Linked DNA regions of Mus musculus: regions 1, 2 and 4 are each linked to region 3. A link is a contact called in public ChIA-PET and HiChIP or PLAC-seq data. All regions are on one chromosome and are shown on one strand. The core of a region is the stretch at or near the end of the contact, and the rest is flanking DNA. Distances in the headings are between cores, read along the strand shown. Region 1 overlaps Lrrc8b (leucine rich repeat containing 8 family, member B). Region 2 has its middle 21 kb from the start of Lrrc8d. Region 3 overlaps Lrrc8c (leucine rich repeat containing 8 family, member C). Region 4 holds the start of Gm32276 (a long non-coding RNA gene).

Region 1 (5,833 bases), core at 2,805-5,304, 110 kb after region 3:
GACTATGCCGGGGCCTAGCAAACACAGAAGTGGATGCCCACAGTCAGCTAATGGATGGATCACAGGGCTCCCAATGGAGGAGCTAGAGAAAGTACCCAAGGAGCTAAAGGGATCTGCAACCCTATAGGTGGATCAACATTATGAACTAACCAGTACCCCGGAGCTCTTGACTCTAGCTGCATATGTATCAAAAGATGGCCTAGTCGGCCATCACTGGAAAGAGAGGCCCATTGGACATACAAACTTTATATGCCCCAGAACAGGGGAACGCCAGGGCCAAAAAGGGGGAGTGGGCGGGTAGGGGAGTGGGGGTGGGTGGGTATGGGGGACTTTTGGTATAGCATTGGAAATGTAAATGAGCTAAATACCTAATAAAAAATGGAAAGAAAAAAGAAAAAAAAAAGAAAAAAATATAGCAAAAAAAAAAAAAAAGAAGAATTCTATATAAGGGCTGGAGAGATGGCTCAGCAGTGAAGAGCAATGACTGCTCTTCCAGAGGTCCCAAGTTCAATTACCAGCAACCACATGGAGGCTTGAAAGCATCTGTAATGGGATCTGATACCCTTTTTCTGGTGTGTCTGAAGACAGCTACAGTGTACATATACACTACGGTATATGTACAGAATACATAAAATAAATACATAATTATTTAAAAAGAATTCTATATAAAGACAGGCAACTTAATTTTATTTATGGAAAGTTAGTAGAAATTTATTGCTATATTGTGGTACACATATGTAATTCCAGCAGATAAGAGATAGATGCAGAGAAAGTATGGTCTCCAGGCTAGCCTGGGCTACATAGGAAGACCCTGTCTGAAAGAACAAACAACATCCACTCCAAACAAATGTGTTATAGAATGCACACACACACACACACACACACACCCCACACACACACAGATTGAGAGACAGAGACAGAGAGAGGAAGAGAGGAAGAGAGGAAAAGAGAAAGAAAGTACCTTAGAGTAACTGCTGTTTGGCTGCCTGACTAGAAGCACCCAGAAACATGACTTCTCTCTAACCATGCTGACTAGCTTGTGTTCTCAACTCCGGGTCATAGGCATACTTAATCCATCGACATGAAGAGCAAGGAGCACATTAGGAGATAAGTGCTGTCTTTATGTTATCAGGGTCCTTCTGTTGATCACCCCCAGAGTACTTGGGCAGAGTAATTTGAAGAATTGTGCTCATTTTCCTTTGCTGCACAGAGTTTGCCTGTGGTTTGTCTACCTGAAGGTTATTTGCTCTGCCCTCTTTCTGTCTCCATCTGGTATGGATGCTCTCTGTGGAAATCACTGAGTTTCCCGCCACCAGGCCCAGACACTAAATATGTGGTGGGATAAATCACAGCCAGTGCCCGTTCCACTGTAGGAACTAAATCTGTGCTATTCTTTAGCAGTCATGTCACAATCTCCGTGGTTTGACTTAATTTTTAACCACGCCTCCTATCTACACACCCTGAAGAAACTCCCAAGGCTCTGGGTTCTCCAGATGACTTGCCTGCCTGCCTGCCTGCCTGCCTGCCTGCCTGCCTGCCTGAGGGAGAGCTGGGGTCGCTTCCTCACCTGCCCTACCCTTGTTTCTGGTTCCTGCTCCTGCTTGGTGTTGGTGGACCCTGCCCTCACTCACGTTTCCTTTGGTTATTTTATCTCAGTATTTTATCTGAGTTTGAATTGGGAAGCTTTTGTTTTGATGATTAAACCTGGTGAATGATCTAAGCCTACCTTTGTCCACTGAGCATCCGGCTGCATAACTTAACATTTAAGGTGGGTGTCATAGCCTACTTCTCCTTCAAGGCTATTGTCCCTCCCTGTCCCTATCACAAAGCCCGGTTTCTCCACTGCCCAGGTTTCCCGGATAGTCATAATGACTGACTGCATCCATTACTCAGTTTAATGTTTTTCTGGTCAACTAGATTAAGTGTGTATGAATTACTATATAATCAAATCCAGGAAGAAACTATTATACTCAAAACTCATATCAAGAATGACATGAACATTCCAACCTTACCAAGAGATGTATTGTATTTAAGTAGTTGGTGTTACAACTTTTCCATTTGATACCTCAATAGTACATGTTAGGAAAAAACATTGTGACGTTTGCCTTGTGAAATGCGGACAGCACAGAGGTGGCCCTTGATGATTTAAGTCATTAAATTACAACTGATTCAATTCAAAGGCCAGTAATTTCACACACATCAGCGTATGAGTAAGGTAGCTCTCAGGGAGGTGCAGCTGATGAAGAGCTCTCCTTTCAAGAGTGATGACTCGAACTAGCTAGACTGAAAGTAAATCTAAAGGGCACACAGCTGGAATATAGCTGTCGGCAGCCTGCTGAGCAATAATGTGGCTCATTCTTCCTATTTGTACAAATGGCTTTGCAAGCAGGACCTGCCATCCAGCAAGCGCATGTGTCCCCACCCCTACCCCACCCGTAAGGAAAGCTCTGGGAACGCTGTATCAGGATCCTTTGCTTTCATGTCTACCGTAAACTGCACGGTGACTTCTTGATGCTACTTAATGAGAAAAAGGTCTTTAAAGTCAATGATCTGCATGACACAGAATACGGGCTCCAAAATTTGAGAAGAGTTTTACACTAAAGGGATTTGCTAGTAAGAATTAAGGGCCAGCCAAGTGCTGGGCCAGAATCCTGTGCCTGACCACTGAGGACACACAGCTTGTTTGTTTATAGTGTAGCAACCTTAATTAGTGTTTTAACTTTTTATTATGGGAAATTCCAACCACACACAAAAGCAGAGTGAGCATACCAGAGCCCACATGCCGACCAACAACATCATAATCACAATGCCCACCCTCTCTGAGTCATCTGAGTCACATTCTAGACATGGCTTATATTTCAATGTCTCCTAAGTAGACACCTGAAAAATATAACCAAAATATCATAAATATACCTGATGGTTTCCTATAAATATTTAACAATCTTCTGGAAAAGTGGGGCGGAGGGGGCTAGGCTTCAGAGACTTTGCTATATTCCATGGTATAAATATTCCCACTAAGGGTAATGTCAAGCCAACAAACATAAGTGCAATTGAGATGCACATATAACAAATGTGTCAACCTTATACAACACCTCAACTCTGCAGAAACACTGAGCATAGTTTATTTTATTTTATGTATATGTGCACCGTGTGCCCAAGGACAGAAGTAGTCAATGCATTTCCTGGTACTGGAATTAGGGATGGTTGTGAGCTGCCATGTGGGTGCTAGGAATTGAACCTGGGTCCTCTGGAAGAACAGCTAGAGGTCTTAATCAATGAGCTGTCCCTATAACTTAGTTTTTTGTTTTTTGTTTTCTTTTGTTTTAATGACCATTTAACAAGCGGCTTGCAAAATTCCCAAAAGCTTAGGTATTTTTGTAAAGATTTATTTATTATTATATGTAAGTACACTGTAGCTGTCTTCAGACATACCAGAAGAGGGTATCAGATCTCATTATGGATGGTTGTGAGCCACCATGTGGTTGCTCACATTTGAACTCAGGACCTTTGGAAGAGCAGTCAGTGCTCTTAACTGCTGAGCCGTCTCTCCAGCCCCTTAGGAGATTATTTTGATAAGCATGAGCACGTCGGCATTAATACCCTCAATTCACACTGAAAGAACTAATAATCCTTGACTCTCACCAGCTGTCCTCTGACTCTCTGTCCTCTCCCCTCTCTCTCTGAGGTAGAAGAGTCAAGCAGGAAACAGGGGAATGCTGGGAAACCACACCAAGGCGGGAGGCCCTTGAGCTGGCTGTGCGCGGCTTCCTGTTATAAACAGCCTGCTGTCACTGCTTCTGGGGGGCTAAATGAGATGCCCTCACTCACGTTCATCTCCATTTCACCAGGAAATTTTAGCTGTGCTTTTATCTTGAAGAAAAACAGTTTGCAAAGGAGCAGAAGGGGGAAGTTGGAAGTAGAAAACTATATCCACGCTGGAGCCCATGAGCTTAAGCTGCCAATGAATTCTAAGCTGAAGAAGATGGGCTATGATGGGAGTTTGCAAAAGCCGTCCATTATGTTTGCCCTTTAGCAACCACCACAGAGCATCGGGTGTGGAGGGGCAAGGGCAGACAGTACAGCTGTGACCTTCAGCCTGGAAGGTGCATGCTGGGCCATGACCCCACCCTAAGCTTACTACATTTAAGCAAAGCTCCAAGGTCCAACCAACCATTTTTTTTTTTTATTGTAAACTTTATTTTGTTTTTCTTTTAAAAACCATACTAGGTGGTGGCGCACACCTTTAATCCCAGCACTTGGGAGGCAGAGGCAGGTGGATTTCTGAGTTCCAGACCAGCCTGGTCTACAGAGTGAGTTCCAGGACAGCCTGGGCTATACAGAGAAACCCTGCCTCGGAAAAAAAACTAAAAAACTAAAAAAACAAAAAAAAAAAACAAAAACAAAAACTGTACTAGGAAGATTTATAACATGATAAAATAGGAAAAAGCAAGGGTCCTGCATGTGCTTTTCTTGTAGGTCTAAAAAGGATCGGCCCCTGCCTGGCCACACCCACATGTTTTCCAGCAGATCCTGAGCAGATGATGTCACCCACAATTACTCTAGCGCTGCAAACTCCCCTTTCCAGATCCCATGGCAGGAAACCTCTCTGATCATTCATATATATATATACCTATACACACACACACACACACACATACACACACACATATATATGTGTGTATGTATATGTGTGTGTGTATGTATGTATATATATATATGTCAAGACCTAATTATTAGTAGGGAAGAGCCCCATGGACAATTAGTTTTTGTAAAGTTTGCTGATATAATCACTGACTAAATTCCTTGTGTGAAAAATGTCTTGGGAAACTGAATGCCATCTGGGTAGGCAGACTGTATGGTGGGGTGGGAAAGGGACAACAGAGCTCAGGGGCCTGTCTGTGTCTCTTCTGTGCTCTGCTGTGTATATTGGGTGGGTCCTCTGAGCCTACCCATAAGGACAGAACAGCTGCTGCCGTTCCCCTTCAGGAAACTGTCATAATCCACTGTGATCGTGTCTCTGAAAACACCTCTGAAAGTGAGGTATACCATTCCCTGTATATGCAGAAATGGTTAGTTGTATAGGGAGACAACAACAACAACAACAACAACAACAACAACAACATCATCTATTGCTTTGGTCCTGAACACAGGAGGAGAATACTCTCAAAAGGAAAAAAAAAAGGGGGGGGGTGCAAAGAAAAATGGTGAAGATTGGATGGTGTTCATAGCCAACAAACAAACCAGGGGGGATATAAGGGTAATGCCATGTTTTCTATCAGGTCAGAAGTGGGTGAACTGAGGATCGACAAACGGGATTGCTAGCATTGCCGAGGCGCCCCCAAACATTCCTGTTGTATTAAATAATGAAATTAAAATTCGAGATTCAACACGTGATCCCCTCTTCAGATAAAGCTGCAGGCTGATCTAATGAAGTGGTTATCATTCTGCATTGGACACTCTCGGAGGCTTTGCTTCTCAGTGTTACATTCTGCTTTGCCAAAGCCAATGGATCACTTAAAATCGGCTGGCAAACATCTACTGAATCATGCCAGACACCACTGAATCCTCAAGGGACTTGAGATCTCATCACGTTCCGAGAGAGAGAGAGAGAGAGAGAGAGAGAGAGAGAGAGAGAGAGAGAGAGAAGAGGAGAGGAGAGGAGAGATCTGGATTTACCAACGAAATATCACTCTACAAACTACACTCAGGTTCAACCAGAAAGCAGCAGAGAGGCGTGGCCTGGGATATGATTAACACCATTGTAAATTTTTCTTACAAGAAAATGACAATTACAAGGGCTAGGGGTAAGGTTTGTGTTTTGTAAAAACAAACA
Region 2 (5,834 bases), core at 2,983-5,482, 120 kb before region 3:
GCTTGATTGCATATGTATATCCCATGCCTGATGTATGAGTTTCTAAGGGTAGGCCCTTAGACGTCATGCACACCAGGAAGGGCTGTGCTATATGAGGTGCATCCTCAGCCCCGTGATCCTTTCTAGGGACATCAAGTTGGAGTCATGAGAATTAAATCATAAATATGGCCAGGTGTAGTGAGCCATGGCTTTGATCCCAGCACTTGGGAGGCAGAGGCAGGCAGATGTAAGACCTGATCTCAAAAACAAACAAAACCTCAAACCAACCAAACAACCAACTATAAAACACATATAAATATGGTTTGGTTTACACAAAGGCTCTGGAGATGGAGCAGGTTATATGGAGTTCGTGCTAGGTCCAGGTCACACCCAGTAAATACCTGTGGCTTTGGCTACAGGAGTGGTCTGTGCAGTGTGTTTTTATGCAGTAAGCAAAGCCAGAGTGAAGAAATCTGGGCTGTATCTTTGCTTGTTCCTTCCACTGTTTACTCTACCATACATAAACTGGCTTTGATCTTCAGCCACACAGTCCCCATCAGGAAGCCCCAAACACAGGGAGCAGACTGGACCAGGTTCTCTAAGCCTATGACAGCTGCCTTAGCCCAGCTCACTTGTGACCCTCCAGTATCTCCTTTCATACTGCAGGAGACAAATATGATAGTACCTTGTGGGCTCTAAGGAAAAGGGATATTTACTAATATGTGCTAGCCTCATGGTGGTCCTTCTAGACCATGAATGCGTGAAGTTTCCTACTCCAGAACAAAGTTGCCTAAACTAGTGTGCATGGAACCCCTGGAGCAGCTTATCATATGACGTACTGAAGCCAGTAGACTGCCTTCCTATGTCCCAAAGACCTCCCACCAGGCTCTACTTCCCAAGAGCCACTGCCTTCTCAATAGCACCATTGTGAAGACCAAGCCTTAAGCACGAAGTCTTAGGGGAGATATTAAGAATACAAACTACAGCAGTAATTATCCCAGCCCAGAGGAATAATAAAAAGTGTGAATCATTCAGACTTAGCCCACTATGGTTAGGAAGGCCGAAGGAAAGAGGGCTGTGTTTAGCTTTGGCTCCGACAGCAGTTCCACCCTTCAGCTGCCAGGGTAACCTCTGACCCCTGCTGTATTTAAAGAGAAAGTGAGACAAAGGGGCTGAGAATGTCAGCTAGTACTTCTTTACTAGTCTGGGAAACATGCAACTGAGCCCTTTCTCTGCTGATCTCAGAGATGCCCAGGAGACCCTGCTCTCAGCTCACCTCCTGCAATGCAGCACCCTCACCTGGCCACTGTCCCTTGACTCCTAATGTAGCCTATCCTTATCTAACCTCTCTCACAGGCCAGAGGTGGATAATCAGCTGAAGTCTCAAAACCTGTCCATAGCTTCCTCTGCAGGTCTTGTGCAGCGGAGCTGACCACTCGCTTGGGAACTTGCCAGCTCAGTGTGTCCTCAACCATGGCACAGTGACGATCTCGTGTTCAGAGACTAGTCATGGTGTGTGCCTTTCATAACCAACACTATTTATTTTCAAAGGCCATCTCCACAGAGCCTGAGACCATGCATCTCAACACCAGCCATAGCATCTGCTAGCCCAGTAAGGGAGGCACAGAAGCTTCCCGTAGCTCAGTTGTTAAGAGTACTGGCCTAACATGTAGGAAGCCCTAGGGCTAATCCCCAGCCCAGCCCTGCATAGAAGAAACACACGGGTGTGTGGTCCGTCTGCAACAACATTCCACAGAGACACTTGTGTATCGGGTTTATTGCTCTTTGTTCCACCACAGTCAAGATATGGAAATGGCTTCAATGCCCAACTGCAGACAGTTGAATAAATAAAATGTGGTACACATGTACAATGACTTTTTTCATTCTTGATTTTTTAACTCTGAGTCTCAGGCAGCCCAGGCCATCCTCAAATTCTCTGTGTAGGTGAGGATGGCCTTGAGAATCTTCACTTTCTGCCTCAACCTCTGCAGTGTTGGAGGTACAGGAACTAGGAACCACACCCAGCTTATAGGATGCTGGTGACTAAGCCCAGAGCTTTGTCCTGTTAGATAAGCGCTCTCCCAAATGAGCTACAGGCTGGTCCCTTAACAGCAGTTACTCAGCGGCAAGACTGTGGATGTCCTTTTCAGGAAAAGAAACGAACCCAGCTGTCACTGTGTTAACGAAACATGCTAGAGCCAGAAAGACAAGTAGATTTGAAGAAAGACTGTTTTTCTCATATGAAAAAAAAATATTTACACATGGATGACATAAAAGAGGGGATGCTACGCTCTCCGGTCGAGTCAGCTGGACAAGCCGAAAGGCTTAAAAGTCACTCATGAGGCAAAAGAGTTTCAAGGAAGCTCTCCTCCTGGAGTCTAGCGTTCTCTACCCATACATTAATTTTTCATTCCCGCGCTCCATTCCCGCGTTAGTCTAGTGTATAGATTCCATATACAGGAATTTACAATGGTTTAGGAAGTAGATCGGGCTGTGGTTTTAGAGTATTGCATTATTCATGAGATGGTTAGCTAGAACGGAACTCCCTAGTTAGAACCATGACTTGGGTGTGAAAGCCCTTGCCCTAGGAGTGAAAAGCTCTCACACCTGGCTTCTAAGACTATAGCTGACCTTAGATAGGGCTGACTTTGTCTCAGTTATTTTTATTGCCCAGTTCCTGTCAGTCTTTGCGTTTTCATTCCTCTGTTCTCTCCTGTGTGTGTCTGTTTGTTGCTCATCCACGCTTTGCCCACCCGTGTCGAGAGACCCTGTTCCACGCAGACACAGGGACCCAGAGAGTCTGCGGCAAGGGGACTCTTTTTTTTTTTTTTTTTTTTTTTTTTTTTTTTTTTTTTGGTTTTTCAAGACAGGGTTTCTCTGTAAAGCCCTGGCTGTCCTGGAACTCACTTTGTAGACTAGGCTGGCCTCGAACTCAGAAATCCACCTGCCTCTACCTCCCGAGTGCTGGGATTAAAGGCATGCGCCACCACTCCCGGTGAAAAGAGGGGACTGTTTAGGGATGAATCCAGAGGAGAAGGAGGAGGAGAAACGAAAGAGGTTGGCTTGGAGGGTAGTTGTGGGCAGACATGAGCAACAGGAACAATAACAGGAACAAGTGATAGGCGGTAATGAAACTTTTTTTCAAGGCAGGGTTTCTCTGTGTAGCCCTTGCTGTCCTGGAACTTTTGCGTGCTAACTAAAAAACTTAATTATGTGGTGCATGTCTTTAATTCCAGCAATCAGGAGGCAGATCTCTGAGTGTGAGGCCAGTCTGGTCTGCATTGTGAATTCCAGGCCAGTCGAGCCTACCCAGTGAGACCTTGTCTCAAGCAAACAAACAACCAAAAGCTCCAAATCCCAAATAATGCTCTAAAATAGGGGAAGGGGAGATGTGCTTCTGGCTGCAGATGGAGCTTCAGCATCCTTGCCCAGCACTGACAAGACCCCGGGTCTGAACAACAAAAGGTGAGCTTAGGAACTCAGACCTTCAATTCCCTGGAGTGCAAGTTAGCTTTTCCTACGTGGAACTGACTTAGTTTTCAGGAAAGGCAAGCTAATATTCTATGTTTCCTACTATCCCCAAGTCCTGAACGGTGTAACATACCAAAATCAGACAAGGCAGCAGCCATGTGTCTCAGTACAAAAAGTCAGCCCCCGAGCTAGCAGCTTGAGACTGTAAACATATGTTACACCAGAGTTTAAGTCAGTAACCATAAGTGACATTGCTGGGGATGCTCTTTTCTAGATGTTCTGAGGTAGAACTGACAAAACCTGTGTACTTAAGATGCACACCATAATGATTGGATGCCCACTCTGCACATTGTGAGATGATTGCCACAACTAAGTTAACCCACTATCGCTGTATACACCATATCACATGTATGTGTGCAAGTGCATAAGTGTGTATACATGTGTGCACATGTGTGTGTGTTTGCACACATGTGTGAACATAACTGTATATTGTTAGCATAATGTGCACATGCATATGTTTGTGGGTATGTGTGCACGCTTGTATGTGCATGGTGTGTCTGAGTGTGTGTGTGCATGTGTGTGTGTGTAAGATACTACAGGACTGAGGACGTAGCTCAATGGTAGAATGCTTGCCTAACATGTATGAACCCTGAGTGTGAACCTCGCAGGAAACAACAACAACATCTACTCCTAGCAAGTTTCCTGTAAGTCCCAGCAGCAGCACTAATTATCATCTCCATGCTGTGCATGAGAGCCTCAGAACTTACTTATTTATAGCTGATGTGGTCATACCTCATGTCTCACACCTTCAGTCTCTGGCAGCTACCATTCCACTCTATGAGTTTCACTCTTAAAGTACTTTTCATGTACTTATTTTTAGACTGAGTCTCAGGCTTGCCTGGAACTTACCACATAGCCAAGGGGGACCCAATCCTCTGGCTCCTGAGTGCTGGCATTCTAGGTGTGTGCCACAGTGTCAGACTTATGTTCTTCTGGTGATCAAAAAAAGACTGTGTGTGTGCTACTCGGGCTCCCTATCTGTCTCTTCGGCCCTTTCTTAGACATTGAGTTGTCTCCGGAGTGCCTGCTGTGGCCATATCGGTTTATGCGTCTCTATCTCAGACTCTTCCAAAAGTCAGATGTCATGTGTCCAGACTGTAGTCACATGACAGCTTCACTAAGGCTGAAAAGTATTCTCTTGAATACATTGAAGGTTCTTGCCCACATAGGAGGCTGCTCAAATATTCTAGGGACGTGGGCTTGGCTCACTCAAGGAGAGAGAGAACATGGTAGAATCTGAAAAGCTTTGATGAACCAGCCTTAGGACTCACACACAATCCTAGCCATGTTCTGTTGGTCCCACAGACCGGCCTTGACATGATGTGGCAGAGAGCTCCTCTATGTGGGCCCTGGGGATTGAGCAGTCAATGGTCAATTTTCTTCTGTGACCACATAAGGTCAGAGGTCATACATGAATCAGAAACATAGACAAAACTTTCTTTTCATTTGGGGCTAGTGAGATGGCTCAGTGTGTAAGGGAGCTTGCTGCCAAGCCGGACGACTTGAGTTCAATCCCCAGGGCCCACACAGGAGAGAAGCAATTCTTGCTAGTTGTCTTCTGACCTCTACTTTGATGGCCACGGCCACTTCACTTTCCAAAAGTCTGGACTAATCCTCACTGTCACTAAAGGGGGTATGAACTTTAAAAAATATATTCCTTTTAAAAAGATTTAATTAGTTTATGTCTGCGTATGCATGTTTTCTATGTATGTATGCATGTGCACCACAGGTATATCTGGTGTCCACAGAGCCAGGAAGAAAGCATCAAATCTCCTGGAACCAGAGAATACGAGCATTTAGGAGCCCACGTGTGGGTGCTGGTAATCGAACCTGCATCCTCTGCAAGAGCAGTAAGTGCCCTTAACTGCAGATACCTCTCAGACAACCACTTTTTAAAAAGATTTATTTATTTGTTTGTTTGTTTGTTTATTTATTTATTTATTTAATGTATATGAGTATGCTGTAGCTGTACAGATGGTTGTGAGCCTTCATGTGGTTGCTGGGATTTGAACTAGGTACCTTCGGAAGAGTAATCAGCGCTCTTAACTGCTGAGCCATCTCTCCAGCCCTCAAACAGCCATTTTTAATATTAAAAAGAATTGGGGAGAGTTGAAGATGTGGCTCAGTTGCTAGAGTGTTTGGTTAGTGTTTGAGATGCCCTGGGTTCAATCTCCAGCATGACACGAACTGGGCATAAGAGTACATACCTGTCATCCCACACTGGAGTGGAGGGCTGCAGGTGGGAAGAGCAGAAGTTCAAGGCCATCCTCAGCTCGACCGCAAGTTTGAGGCTAGCCTAGATTACGTGTAACCCTGACTCAACT
Region 3 (5,312 bases), core at 1,622-4,121:
CTTGTTTCTCTTTATTAGGAAGCTCTGCAGGTTTATCCATGTTGCCGGTCACTTCTCTTCTTCTCTTTTCCTTCCTCACTCTCCCTTTGCAGCATTTTAAAACCACCAAATGCCTGACACTACCCATCACCGAGAATCAAAGCTAAACAAGAAGTCAGGGCAGAAATATGGCCCTTTATTTTGCGTCTCAGCTCTTCACACCAATTCAAACCCACATATTTACCTGAGCCAGACCAGCTCTTGGGAGATGAGTCTTTCTTCAGAAAGGAGGAGATCTACATCCACGTGAAGTAGGTGTGATGGATACCTGGGATCCCAGTACTAGAAGAGCAGGGGTTGAAGGAGCTGGGTTGGCAGTTCAAGTAGAGACTCAACTCTGTAGAGTGTTTGAGCGCAGCTTGGGATATATGAAATTGTCTCAAAACGAAAATGAAAATCCAAGAATTGAAAAAAATAAAACCAAATATGTGATCGCCAGGGAATGAGGAAATGAGGTAGAAACAAGCTTGTGTCAGGGTTTCACAACTGGGGGTTTTTACAGCTGGGGGGGGGGTTCTCACAGCTGGGGGTTTGCACAACTGAGGGGTTTCACAACTGGGGGGATTTCACAGTTGAGGCTTAGAATTGGAATAGACTCAGATTCAGATCTATTTCTAAAAGTTTCTTGCCATATAAACTTAAGTGATTTTGTTTTTGAGGCAGGGTTTCACATAGCACAGGCTGGCCTCTAGCTACGTAGCTGAGGATGACCTGAGCCTCTGACCTTCCTGTGTCTGCCTGTGTGGAGTACCAATATTACAGGTATGTACCAGTATGTCCAGTTTTATGTCGAGCTGTGATCCCAGCACTCAGTGCACACTAGGCTGCACAGCATCCACCAAGCTACAGCCCATCTCTGATGAAACTCTTGCAACTTGCAATCCAAGTCCCAAGAACCAAATAGATCTGGGTGGGCGATGCCTCAATACGCTTCTATAGATTCACTACTTTTCTCCACCATGGCTTAACCTGGTGAGAAGGCCTGTAGCTGTTTTGTAACCAGCAATGAGATGTGTAACCTCCTCCAACATTTAAGCAACTATACCAACAGTGACCAGCCTGATGACTGCAGGAGAGCAGAGGACATCTGCATAGGGGAAGCATCTGATTAAACTGGAGAAAAATCTTGTAAGAGAATAAATGAGTCAGTACAAAGTGGACCAGCCTTACAGGCACCAACTTCAAAGAGAAAATGAAATTATTTGGGTTGCCCTGGTAACACCAAGAAAAAAATGTGGAAATGAGAGTGCAGGCTCTAACATTCACAAACCCTTCCTCAGCAGGAAGGTCTCTCACATCACGGAGTGAGCTTTACCATGGCAACATGCAAAAAACCCATATACACTGATCAAACAGAGAATACCCAAGGGCTGGAAGCCTGGCAGTGAAGACCGTACTGACGCACTGCCAACTCAGTACCTCACAAAGGCTTGCTGGGATCGAGTGAGATGTCCTTTAAAATCTTGGCCAGTTTTCAAAACGAAGAGTCAAGTATTAACTCTACTCACAACTCACATCTCCCCAGATATCCACTTATTCTAAAGCATTGGTTTAATTAAGGAAAAAAAAAGAAAAAGAAAACAAACCTGAAGGCCAGAAACCTTGTTGTTGAAGAAATGTTTTCCACAGTCTTGGGTATTGGAACATTTGGTCTCCCGTTAGTGGCACTGTTTGGGAAGGCTCGGGAGGCGTGGCCTAGCTGTCCCTAGGGCTGTGCTTTGCAAGTATCACCTGGCTTGCAGTTTGCTCTCTCTGGTTTGTGCTTCTAGCATGCTGCTACATTGCTGCCATAATGGACTCATTCCTCTGGAACAGGGAGCCCAAGTGAACTCTCTTTTCCCTAAGTTGCCCTGGCTATGGTGTTTAATCCCAGCAACAGAAAAGCAACCAAGGCAAACACCATTTGAGGTTATATGTACCAGGTCGGATTTTATGCCTTTGTAGGGGCAATAATGCCCCCCCGCCCCCCCCCCCCCGTTAGTAAGGCAGTATGCAGACCTTGATAATAATCACGCTGCTATAGTTCCACATTATTATTATTGCTATTATTATTATTATTGTTGTTGTTGTTGTTGTTATTAGTTCTGGCAAACAAACCCATGGACATGCTGAAAATTTACTCTATAATAGAATGAACACTCTCAGCTCCAGAGTTAGTCAGGTAAGACCCTAGAATCAAACTGGGTGGCAGGAAGACCCTCAAGTGGAAGTACTGGGGTCAGAATCCTGCCTCTGACCCTTGTAAGCCAGGTGAGTGGGCTAGTTAATCCACTTGCTTCTTTATCCTTAAAAGGTGGAAGAGAATAGTTCTTTTCCTCTGTAAGTGTTAGGAAGCGTGTGAGAGAGAATTACGGTATGTGCTAAGTGCAGTGAGCAGAAGGGACTTAATATTTGGCAGTAGAGAAGACAATTAGATTTGGTAAGTATGCTAGGGAGTTCACAATTTGAAAAAAAAATTGTCATTGTGGTAAGAAAACTTCATATAAGAGCTCCCTTCTCAGCAAGTGTTTAGCTGCGCAGTGTGATTTTGCTGACCGCAGCTGCAAAGTTCTATGACCAGGTTCCGAGAATGCATTTATCTTGCTACCTGAAACGTTCTACCCATTTGTGGTTTGATTGAGAACAGCCCCCGGAGGCTCTTGTGTTTGCACACTGGGTCCTCAGTTGGTGAGACTGTTTGGAAAGGGTTAGGGGGTGTGGCTTTGTGGGAAGAGGTGTGTCACTGGGGGTGGGATTTAAGATTTTAAAAGACTCATTCACTCCCACACTCTCCTTGCTTCTTCGTGTTCATGGATCCGGATGTGAGTTCTCAACTGTGGTTCCAGCACCCTGTTTACTGCCTGCTGCCATGCTCCCTGCCACAGACTCACACTCTGAAACCACAAGCCCCAAATAGACACTGTCTTTTGTAAGTTGCCTTGGTCGGTCACAATGTCTTCTCACAGCAATAACTAAGACACCAAGGCCAGTAACTCCCATTTGTCCCCTTTCCTTCTCAAAACCACCAACACGCTCTCTAATGCGGGGAATCTGGCTGCTGTAGATGTGCCATGCAACTGGAGTCATGAAGTATTTATCACTGTGTGACTCGCCCGCTTCTCTTCACATAATGTTTCCAGGGTTAATTGGTGCCATCACATAATGAAGATTTCACTTCATTTTGAAAGCCAAAAAGTATTCCATGACAGGTATTTTAAAAGTGACACATTTGAGGGGGTCGCCAGGGCCCACCCCTCCCTGAGGAGCTATGGGCAGGATTGTTTCTAGAGGAGAGAGACATTTTCTTCAGTGGTGTGGCCACTGCTAAATTGTCCCTGCTCCTGTAGGTTCCTCTTATCTGAGCCTCGTCAGCACCCCCAATTAAACTAGTTAAAAAATTGATATATTCATCTGTTGGTGAGTTATTGTGGCTACCGTAAGAAAGTTAATAATAACAAAACAAAACAAAAACTTTGAATCAGATCTCTCATTTTGCTAAGTGAGAATCTCAGGTCTAACAACAGACAATTCTCTTGTGCCTGCTAGGTGGCAGGCATTAAGCACAGTATTGTCGGGGTCCAGCCTCAACACAGGATCGGAGTTCTCGACTGGAAGCAGGGATATGTGGAAGGTGCATAATAAATATACACAGACTACTTTTGGGGGGTACAAGCTGACAGGCAACTTTTCAAGGCTTAAAGTTGCTCTCTCTTCTCTCTCATTCTCTACTCTCTTTCTCACTCATTCGCTCGAAGCCTGAAGCTGCTCACGCTCTGCATTCTCCTGTGTACTTTTCTTTTCACTGAGGTGTGTATGAGTGTGTACTCCCACACTCATACACACCTCAGTGAGTTCCCCTTTCACTCTCACACACACTTTTCACACATACCTCACACACACACCACATGCACTCTTCTTTCACTCACACACACACTCTCCATACACACCTCACATTCTCTCCTCACTCACTCTTCACATTCTCTTCTCATGCTCGCTCACTTTTTTCTTGCCCCCAGTCTTTTATTGACAATCCAAAATCAGGTAGAAAAAAAGACATTGCACAATCATTGCCAAATCAAATTCAAAAGAATAACCAACATCCCACAAAGATTCAAGAATTAAAATTGTTCCCCAAAGTTTCAAGCTTCCCTATTCCCAGGCCTATAGCCAAAATAATAGTAATTACAAACTTATTATTCAAACTTTAACTTTGACTTACTATACTTCAGAGCTCAGAGCCCCAAGGCCAGCTAACGCATTTTCTTGTGAAGCTCTAATGATAAATGGCATGGGCAAAGGTGCCAGGCAGTGGCCAGAAAGAATCAAGTTAACCCTTAACTCAATAGTTCCGCTAGCTTTCTGCTTCTGCACATTGCACACTATGACTCTCCTAAGCGTCCCAGTGTTTTGACTTAGTTTTACCAATATAAAATTTTTCATATTTTATACTTGTTATCCAAGAACTACTCTCAAATGCTGTGCAAAACTTATTTCATAACTTCAATAGTTTTTCTTTCTTTCTTGGGGTCCCAATGTTGGCTTTATTTCATTTTCTAATAATTTCTTCAAATTTTCCTTGCAAGTCAAGCATTAATCTGGAACTCCTATTGTGCAGTTATTACACTGTTTCCAAGATGAGAACACACAGCATGCACGTGGACCATTAGGACTGTGCTGTGCTGTGCTGTGCCCCATGCCTCAATCTTAAATTGTTTAAGAATCATTACATCAAGGAACATCTAGTTTCACAGAATTTGCCAGAGCAGAAGGAGAAAGAAGTAAGAAAGACAGATATAATAGAATAATTATGCACACCAAGGCCAACTGAAAGCAGTCATGCACAAATGAAATCTATACAGCTGTTGTCCAGGGCTAAGGTTAGGAAAAAATGGGAATGATCATTTTTTACAAAGAGCTGCTGTGGGTTTCTGAAATGTCTCCATCCTGGCCTACTGCAGGCAGTCCCTGTCATTGTATGCTGTTCCCAGCACAGTATTATCTTTTGCTCTGCAGTAAGTCTATCAGGTAGGCTTTATAGAAGATGAAACCTACATCCAAGTTAAATGGCATCCCCAATGTTACAAAGTCTGTGAAAGACAGAGCAAAAGCTCCAACTCCAATCTGTCAGACTCCAACATCTGGGCTCATCCCACATCACAATCTCCATGGGACATCCAGCCTTGGTACCCACTGACAAAGGCATCCATTCGGGAAGCTAGATATCTCTGGATTGTATTCATGGTAATTGTGTTTGTGAGTTGAACACATAGTCCATGGCTCTGGCAAAGGAAGAT
Region 4 (5,958 bases), core at 477-2,976, 98 kb before region 3:
AGTGCATATCTGTGTGCGCATGTGCTTGTATGTGCATCTGCATGTGTATGCATGTAATTTTAAAAGATATTTGGTGTATTGCAGAGGGAAAAGTTGATCAACTTCACAATATTGAAAGTGCGTTTACATTTAACTTATAGCTTAAGTTTTAAAGACTTTGTGAACAATGTAGCATAATCACATTCTTAAAAATGCACCCCTTGACCTTGCACCCAGATACCATTCCAATTGGAGACTCTCAGATGTGGTGATATAATTTAAGGATGGATTACCTATATTGCTGGTAGATTTTTGTGGTATATGAGACAGTTCCTATGATAACCACAAGGCTTTCTTTTCTTTCAGTGATGATGTAAAAATCGGACAATCAAAGATCCTTAGATGGTTCCTGGAGACCTGTTTCAAGGGTTGAGAACTCATATAATGAAATGTATTAATATAATGAAAAGTCTCAGTCATTTATAAATTATATTAAGGTAGTGCTATATTATAGTCATGAGTCACCATGTGGGTGCTTGGAATTGATCTCGGGACTTCTGGAAGAGCAACCAGTGTTCGTAACTGTTCAGCCATCTCTCTAATCCTCCCTCCCCCCCAATTTGATAGATTTTATTAGATAAAGATAATAAACACAGTTCTGATGTCTTTTGAGTATACAGTCTAGCTGTGCAGAGGAAAAAAAGGCCAAATAATATAAGGAGCTATTCCAGTAATACATAAATATGTTAGTTTAATTTTTAAAAAGATTGCATGCACAAGAAAACAACACATATGTGTTTTTAAGGTTATGGCTTTATAAGGTTTATGGTTTTAAAGTTATAAAGGTTAGCCTGGCATAGATGCCCCAGCCCTTCTAAGTCAGTCCCTAAGCAGAAGAGGAAATAATAAGAAAAAGATGTCAGAGAGCAGGGAGAGGTCACTTCAGGCCAATTCAGTGTCAATCGCCAAAAGGCACAGATAGAAGATGCAAGGTCTAGGGCAGACCTGTGAACAAACCAGCCAGAGTGCTGGAAGCCACAGCTGTCAGTCAGAGTCAGAGGGAACTGGCAAGCCCTGCTAAATCAGACACCTGGCGGTCCTCAGTCTCCATGACAACGTTGGGAGCAAGCTAAGAATTCAAAACCTTTTCTAGTTGCATGTCTATTAGATTGTGGGTGGGATTCTAACCCACACAGCCCAACTCTAGCACTGGAAAGGAAGTTCTAGGAGGGTTTGCACAGGGCTTGGAAGCTGGGTGGACCGGAAGTTTCCTGTCTTTCACTGTGTGCGCGAGTGCTAGAATACCTGAGCGTCTACACCTTAGCGTCAGTGGTCCAGCTGGCATAGCCTTGTGTGAGCTGTACTGCTCAGTCTGCCCAGGGTCAGTGACGTGGCTTTCAGTAGGCCACCCTCCAAGCGCTCCAATTTTTGTAGATCATGGCTCTACACAACTTGGGAGATTGGGAGGACATTCTTAACTAGAGGCCACCAAAAATCAGACTTTGAAGGAAGACAAATCCGGCCCGAGGTGTAGGGTTCGTTATCCAGAAACGCTGGAGGAGAAAACCTAGGAGGTAGAGATTGCAGCGTTGTGTGGCAAGGCAGAGCATGGGGTGACAAGGGGGCTGTGCAGATCTGGGAGTGACTTGGTGCCAAAAAAGTCCAGACAGATGGAGAGAGATCAGTCAGGCCTAGAAAAGATGGTTATTGTTTCCTTGCTGTTGCCATATCGCTCGTGGCCACTAGAGGGCTTCCCCGCCTCATCTGGAATCCACACCTCAGCTAAGGTTTCCCAACCGTGCTGCGTTCCAAATCTAAGCCAGGCTGGCCCGTGGGCCCCTTGCTTAACCCAAGCTGGGATTCTGAACCAATGAAATTTGGGGTGCCTCTCACTGGAGTGACAACGAGGCTGGGAACCAGGAGTCAGATGCAGGGGTGACAGAATATGTGGCAGGGTCCACAGTGGCCTGGGGCAGCAGGATAAAGGGAAAGGTAGCTGCCTTCCAAATACCAGCAGGGGCCAGTAAGCAAGGCTTGAGGGAGGCAGAGGTTCTAGAAATCGCTGGAATCCTTTCCCTGCGAGGTGGGCTGTTCGACCTCTCTGGTCGTTGATCATAAGAAACCCTTTCTTTCTCCGGTTTGCTAGCATGGAGGAGCTGGGCTGAACGGCCCGGGACAGCAGACCACAGCCCATTGAGCAATGATCTCTGGGGCTGTTTGTGCAATGTGTGTGGTGTGCTTGGGGGGGCATGCTACAGACACAAAAATTCTAAGACCCAGGCTGTGGGGTGAGAGGGTCATCTCTCAGCCATTTCCTTGGGCAGAGAAGTTCACCATAAAAGTCTAGGTATGAAGTTGTCATTCCCCCTAAAGATGTAGGGTATGGCCTTTGTCTCATGTTCTCCAGCACCTTTGTCTCCTTAAAAAGATTTATTTTTATTTATATGTGTTAATATGTGCATGTGTGTGGAGTGCCTGTGGAGGTATCAGATCCTCTGGAACTGGAGATATAGAACTGTGAGCTGCCTGATGTGGATGCTGGGAACTTAACCCTGAAGTAGCAGCAAGTATTACTTCTTAACATTGGAGCCATCTCTCTGTTCCCTCTCTGACCCAATCCTCCAGCATCTCTTTTGGCCCAGCCTTGATCTTAGTGGACAGACCTTCCACAGTAGAGAGCTGCCTGCTGCCTGCTTCACCTGTCCCCGGGCAATTTCTCTTTCTATCTCTGTCTGGATGTTGTCCATATCTCTCAGAGGTTAGATCATGCTCTCTTATTCGGCTGTATCCAGTTTGGCCCTGTTTCTGTCTGCTGCTCATACTGGAAGTCGGATGGTGGTTCCAGTGGCTACATGAATGATTTAGGGATCGGCAGGAAGGAGATTTGTGTGTGCATTTATATATGTTGGCTGGGCGGGGGTGGGGTGGGGTGGGGGGAGTGTGTGTCCTGCTTCTCTGAGGGCTCAACTCACATATACTCAAAGACATTGGTTAAACTGAAGAATGAATGTCCCAGATGCCAAATCTATGCCCACCCTAAAAGCACAGGGCTTGTCATGGGCTTATACCAGTTGCTATGAGCACGTCCATTGAACACACACTCTTATTGGAGCACAAATATGCAAACTCTTTAGAATATATGTTTTCATTTTCCTTTTTAATTGAGATGTTTCTGTAAGAGCAGTTCTCAAGGACTTAGGTACTCATTTAAGTTGGAGGCATTTCACTGCGTGTACACCTAGTATACAAGATGGCAGCTGTTCCTTAGACACAACTGTTCATAGTACATCAGGCTGGTTCCTGGTCTTCGTTTCCACCTTCTTTTGCCATCTCGTGACACTTGTGATCTAAGGCTGGATCTCTCTCTCTCTCTCTCTCTCTCTCTCTCTCTCTCTCTCTCTCTCTCTCTCCTTCCCTCCCTTGTCCAAGTTCTCCCTACATAGTCTGCAAAGTTTTGAACTCACTGTGTTGCCTAGACTGGTCTTGAGCTCTCTGTAATCCTCCTGCTTCAGCCTCTTGGGTGCTAGGGTTACAGGCCTAGGTCAGCAAGCTCAGTTCAAGCAGTTTGCTCTGGTCCCATCCAGGCACATTACGTTAGAATTCCTGGGCAGGACACAGGAGTTCTTGTATCCCACCCTTGCTCATGATCCCAAGCCAAGTGGTCCCTAGAGCATCAAGGAAGGTAGGGTGCTGGGGTGGCCTTGGGTTCTTGACTTAATCTACTGGCTGTGATGGGGTTCCACAAGTGGGCTTACAAATGGCTGACATAGAGTTCTCAGTGTTCCAGAGGCTGGGAACTCTAAGACTGGGTGCCAGCAGGTTTGGTGTGTGATGAGGGCCCACTGCCTGGGATTCTACAATGCATTCTCACTGAGCTCTCTGGAGTCCATCTCCCAGTCCTTAGTGATTCTCGCTCCATGTTCTATGGGCGGATCCTGGTCATATCATTGCTTCTGGGTTTAGGGTTCCAATGTACAATTTCGAGGGAACAAATAAATTTTTTTCTCTCTCTAAAATGTTGAGTTTTAAGAGTTCTCTGTGTATTCCAGACATAAGGCCTCTGTCAGACATCATTTGTAAATGTTTCTACCACTCTGTAATTTGTCTTTTTGATCCCTTTTACAGGATTTTTTTCCCCACAAAGCAAATATTTCTAATTTTGATGAGGCCCAGTGTATAAATTTTTCCATTTATGGGTTGTGCTTTTTGTCTTGAGTTTCAGAATTCTTCTCCTAGACCCTCATTCTTTTTTTTTTTTTTTTTTTTTTTTTTCTGGCGACTTGTTCCTTTTTAGCAGTTTCACAGTCCCAGAATTCTGTTTCAGTCCAGGATCCATTCTGACTCTGGTGTGTAAGGTGGGAGGCTCAGAGTGAGCGGCTCCAAGCTGTTGAAAGGCAGCCTTTCACCCATTGGCTCACATTCACTCTTTAGTCAACACTCAGAGGGACTTCGTGGGTCTACATCAGAATACGTGGTCATTCCCAGCGTATCCAATGGGTCATCCACTATGTAACTTGGGCTGGCTGTACCTCCCTTCCCGAGTGCTAGGATCACTGACGTGTGCACTCCCTACATATTTCTAGGTTCTGGGCTCTGTTCTAGTCATCTTGCCTGCTCTCCACTCCGCGCACACTGTCTTGATGCTGTGGCTACATATAAATGTCAACATTGAGAAGTGTGATTCTAGTTTTCTCCCTGCCCCCACTCCAAATTGGCTGTTTCTACGGCTGCTTCCTTTCCACATAAATCTGTCTAACCCCGCACAGAAACCTGTTGAGATTTTGACAGGAGTTGCTTCAGTCCGGGTCAGTTTTAAGAAAGGACTGTTTGTTTTCGCCCAGCCCCGGAGCCTGACCCTAGGATACACGGTCCCGTCCAGCCAACACAAACACCTTTCTGGTGCAGGAGAGACTCCACGTGGACCAGCTTTGGCAGTGTAGACCAGCCTGTGAGCTCTGTTCTGCTTACAGCCCTGCAATCCGAGGAGATTCAAGCCCACATCGGCTTCTAAAGGGCTGGTGGAAGCTTCCTGGGACTCAGAAGGTGTCTTAAGGGAAAGGACACTGACGGCTCAGAACAATGCCGTGAAACCCAGAGATTCCGTTCAGTAAAATTGATCGTTGTCTCTGCTTTGCTGGAGAAAGGGACATCTATTGGATAGGAGGCTGGACAAAGCGCTGTGAGGAATTTTGTGAGGAGGAGACATGATGAAAGCCGGTTTTGTCAAAAGACTTCGGACTTACCTTTCTGCTCTCTAGATACCATGCCCTCTTCTCCAGAGTCCGGAACCACTCCCTAGGCACCAGAGCCTCCTCTTCCTGTGGCCTTTTCTATACCACAGCCACTTCCTCCTGGCCACGCCCTGTACTCCTGATCTGTCTTATTTTAGTTAGTGATCAAGATATCAGGCATTAACCTTCATTTCAGTTCCTCATCCAAAATGCACCCAAGCTTTTTTTCTTTTTCTTCTTTCTTTTTTCTTTTCTTTTCTTTCATTTCTTTCTTTCTTCCTTCCTTTCTTTCTTTCTTTCTTTCTTTCTTTCTTTCTTTTTTTTTTTTTTTTGAGACAGGGTCAAGATCTCACGAAGGCTCTACTAGCTTTTGTTCTCCATATGTGGCTGAAGATGACTGTGCACTCTTGACCCTCCTGCCTCCACTTCCTAAGCACTAGAGATGTGCCTCTGCACACTGCTCAATTCTGTACAGTCTCTAAGAGTTCTTTACCGCTGGGGCAATCACAAGACCCAGCTTGTGGAAGGAGAATTGTATCCACCTTACAGTCAGTTGCAGTGGTTAGTTAAGAATATGCTGTGGTAGCCAGGCATGGTGGTGCACGCCTTTAATCCCAGCAGTTGGGAGGCAGAGGCAGGCAGATTTCTGAGTTAGAGGCCAGCCTGGTCTACAGAGTGAGTTCCAGGACAGCCAGGACTACACAGAGAAACCCTGTCTCGAAAAACCACCCCCCCCCAAAAAAAAGAA

Evidence for each region. HiChIP or PLAC-seq counts read pairs in DNA pulled down with a chosen protein or histone mark. ChIA-PET counts read pairs in DNA pulled down with a chosen protein or histone mark.
Region 1: an RNA polymerase II ChIA-PET map of effector CD8 T cells shows a contact between it and region 3, with 32 read pairs. The contact joins two enhancer-like sites. A contact is called at or near these places in 1 of 15 datasets of contacts at CTCF or cohesin (the G1E-ER4 cell line), 3 of 115 datasets of contacts at active chromatin or transcription factors (bone marrow-derived macrophages, effector CD8 T cells and embryonic stem cells) and 2 of 9 other capture datasets (adipose tissue and liver).
Region 2: a contact with region 3 is called in a BATF HiChIP or PLAC-seq map of CD8 T cells, with 5 read pairs. The contact joins two enhancer-like sites. A contact is called at or near these places in 1 of 15 datasets of contacts at CTCF or cohesin (CD8 T cells), 3 of 115 datasets of contacts at active chromatin or transcription factors (CD8 T cells, astrocytes and embryonic stem cells) and 2 of 9 other capture datasets (adipose tissue and liver).
Region 4: a contact with region 3 is called in a CTCF HiChIP or PLAC-seq map of CD8 T cells, with 7 read pairs. The contact joins two enhancer-like sites. A contact is called at or near these places in 2 of 15 datasets of contacts at CTCF or cohesin (CD8 T cells and the NIH/3T3 cell line), 7 of 484 Hi-C or Micro-C datasets (the G1E-ER4 cell line, Sertoli cells, bone marrow and 3 more), 9 of 115 datasets of contacts at active chromatin or transcription factors (the 230-238 cell line, CD8 T cells, the HPC-7 cell line and 5 more) and 3 of 9 other capture datasets (adipose tissue, liver and pancreatic islet).

Annotation. Positions count from the first base shown.
Region 1 is chr5:105,441,507-105,447,339 of GRCm38.p6, reverse strand. The region is part of intron 1 of Lrrc8b (leucine rich repeat containing 8 family, member B); the gene reads right to left. Among named protein-coding and RNA genes, the nearest start is that of Lrrc8b, 29 kb to the right of the region's middle. Within about 2 kb of position 4,054, at least 92 of the 459 cell types and tissues checked have an H3K27ac peak or open chromatin away from gene starts, as enhancers often do. A contact at or near this core is called in effector CD8 T cells, where this site is marked.
Region 2 is chr5:105,675,694-105,681,527 of GRCm38.p6, reverse strand. No RefSeq gene overlaps it. Among named protein-coding and RNA genes, the nearest start is that of Lrrc8d, 21 kb to the left of the region's middle. Within about 2 kb of position 4,232, at least 22 of the 459 cell types and tissues checked have an H3K27ac peak or open chromatin away from gene starts, as enhancers often do. A contact at or near this core is called in CD8 T cells, where this site is marked.
Region 3 is chr5:105,553,955-105,559,266 of GRCm38.p6, reverse strand. All of the region lies in intron 2 of Lrrc8c (leucine rich repeat containing 8 family, member C), which reads right to left. Among named protein-coding and RNA genes, the nearest start is that of Lrrc8c, 37 kb to the right of the region's middle. Within about 2 kb of position 2,871, at least 51 of the 459 cell types and tissues checked have an H3K27ac peak or open chromatin away from gene starts, as enhancers often do. A contact at or near this core is called in CD8 T cells and effector CD8 T cells, where this site is marked.
Region 4 is chr5:105,650,654-105,656,611 of GRCm38.p6, reverse strand. It overlaps Gm32276 (a long non-coding RNA gene), which reads right to left and starts at 5,306. Exons shown (of 5, transcript XR_389458.3): 1 at 5,223-5,306; 2 at 273-396. Within about 2 kb of position 1,726, at least 86 of the 459 cell types and tissues checked have an H3K27ac peak or open chromatin away from gene starts, as enhancers often do. A contact at or near this core is called in CD8 T cells, where this site is marked.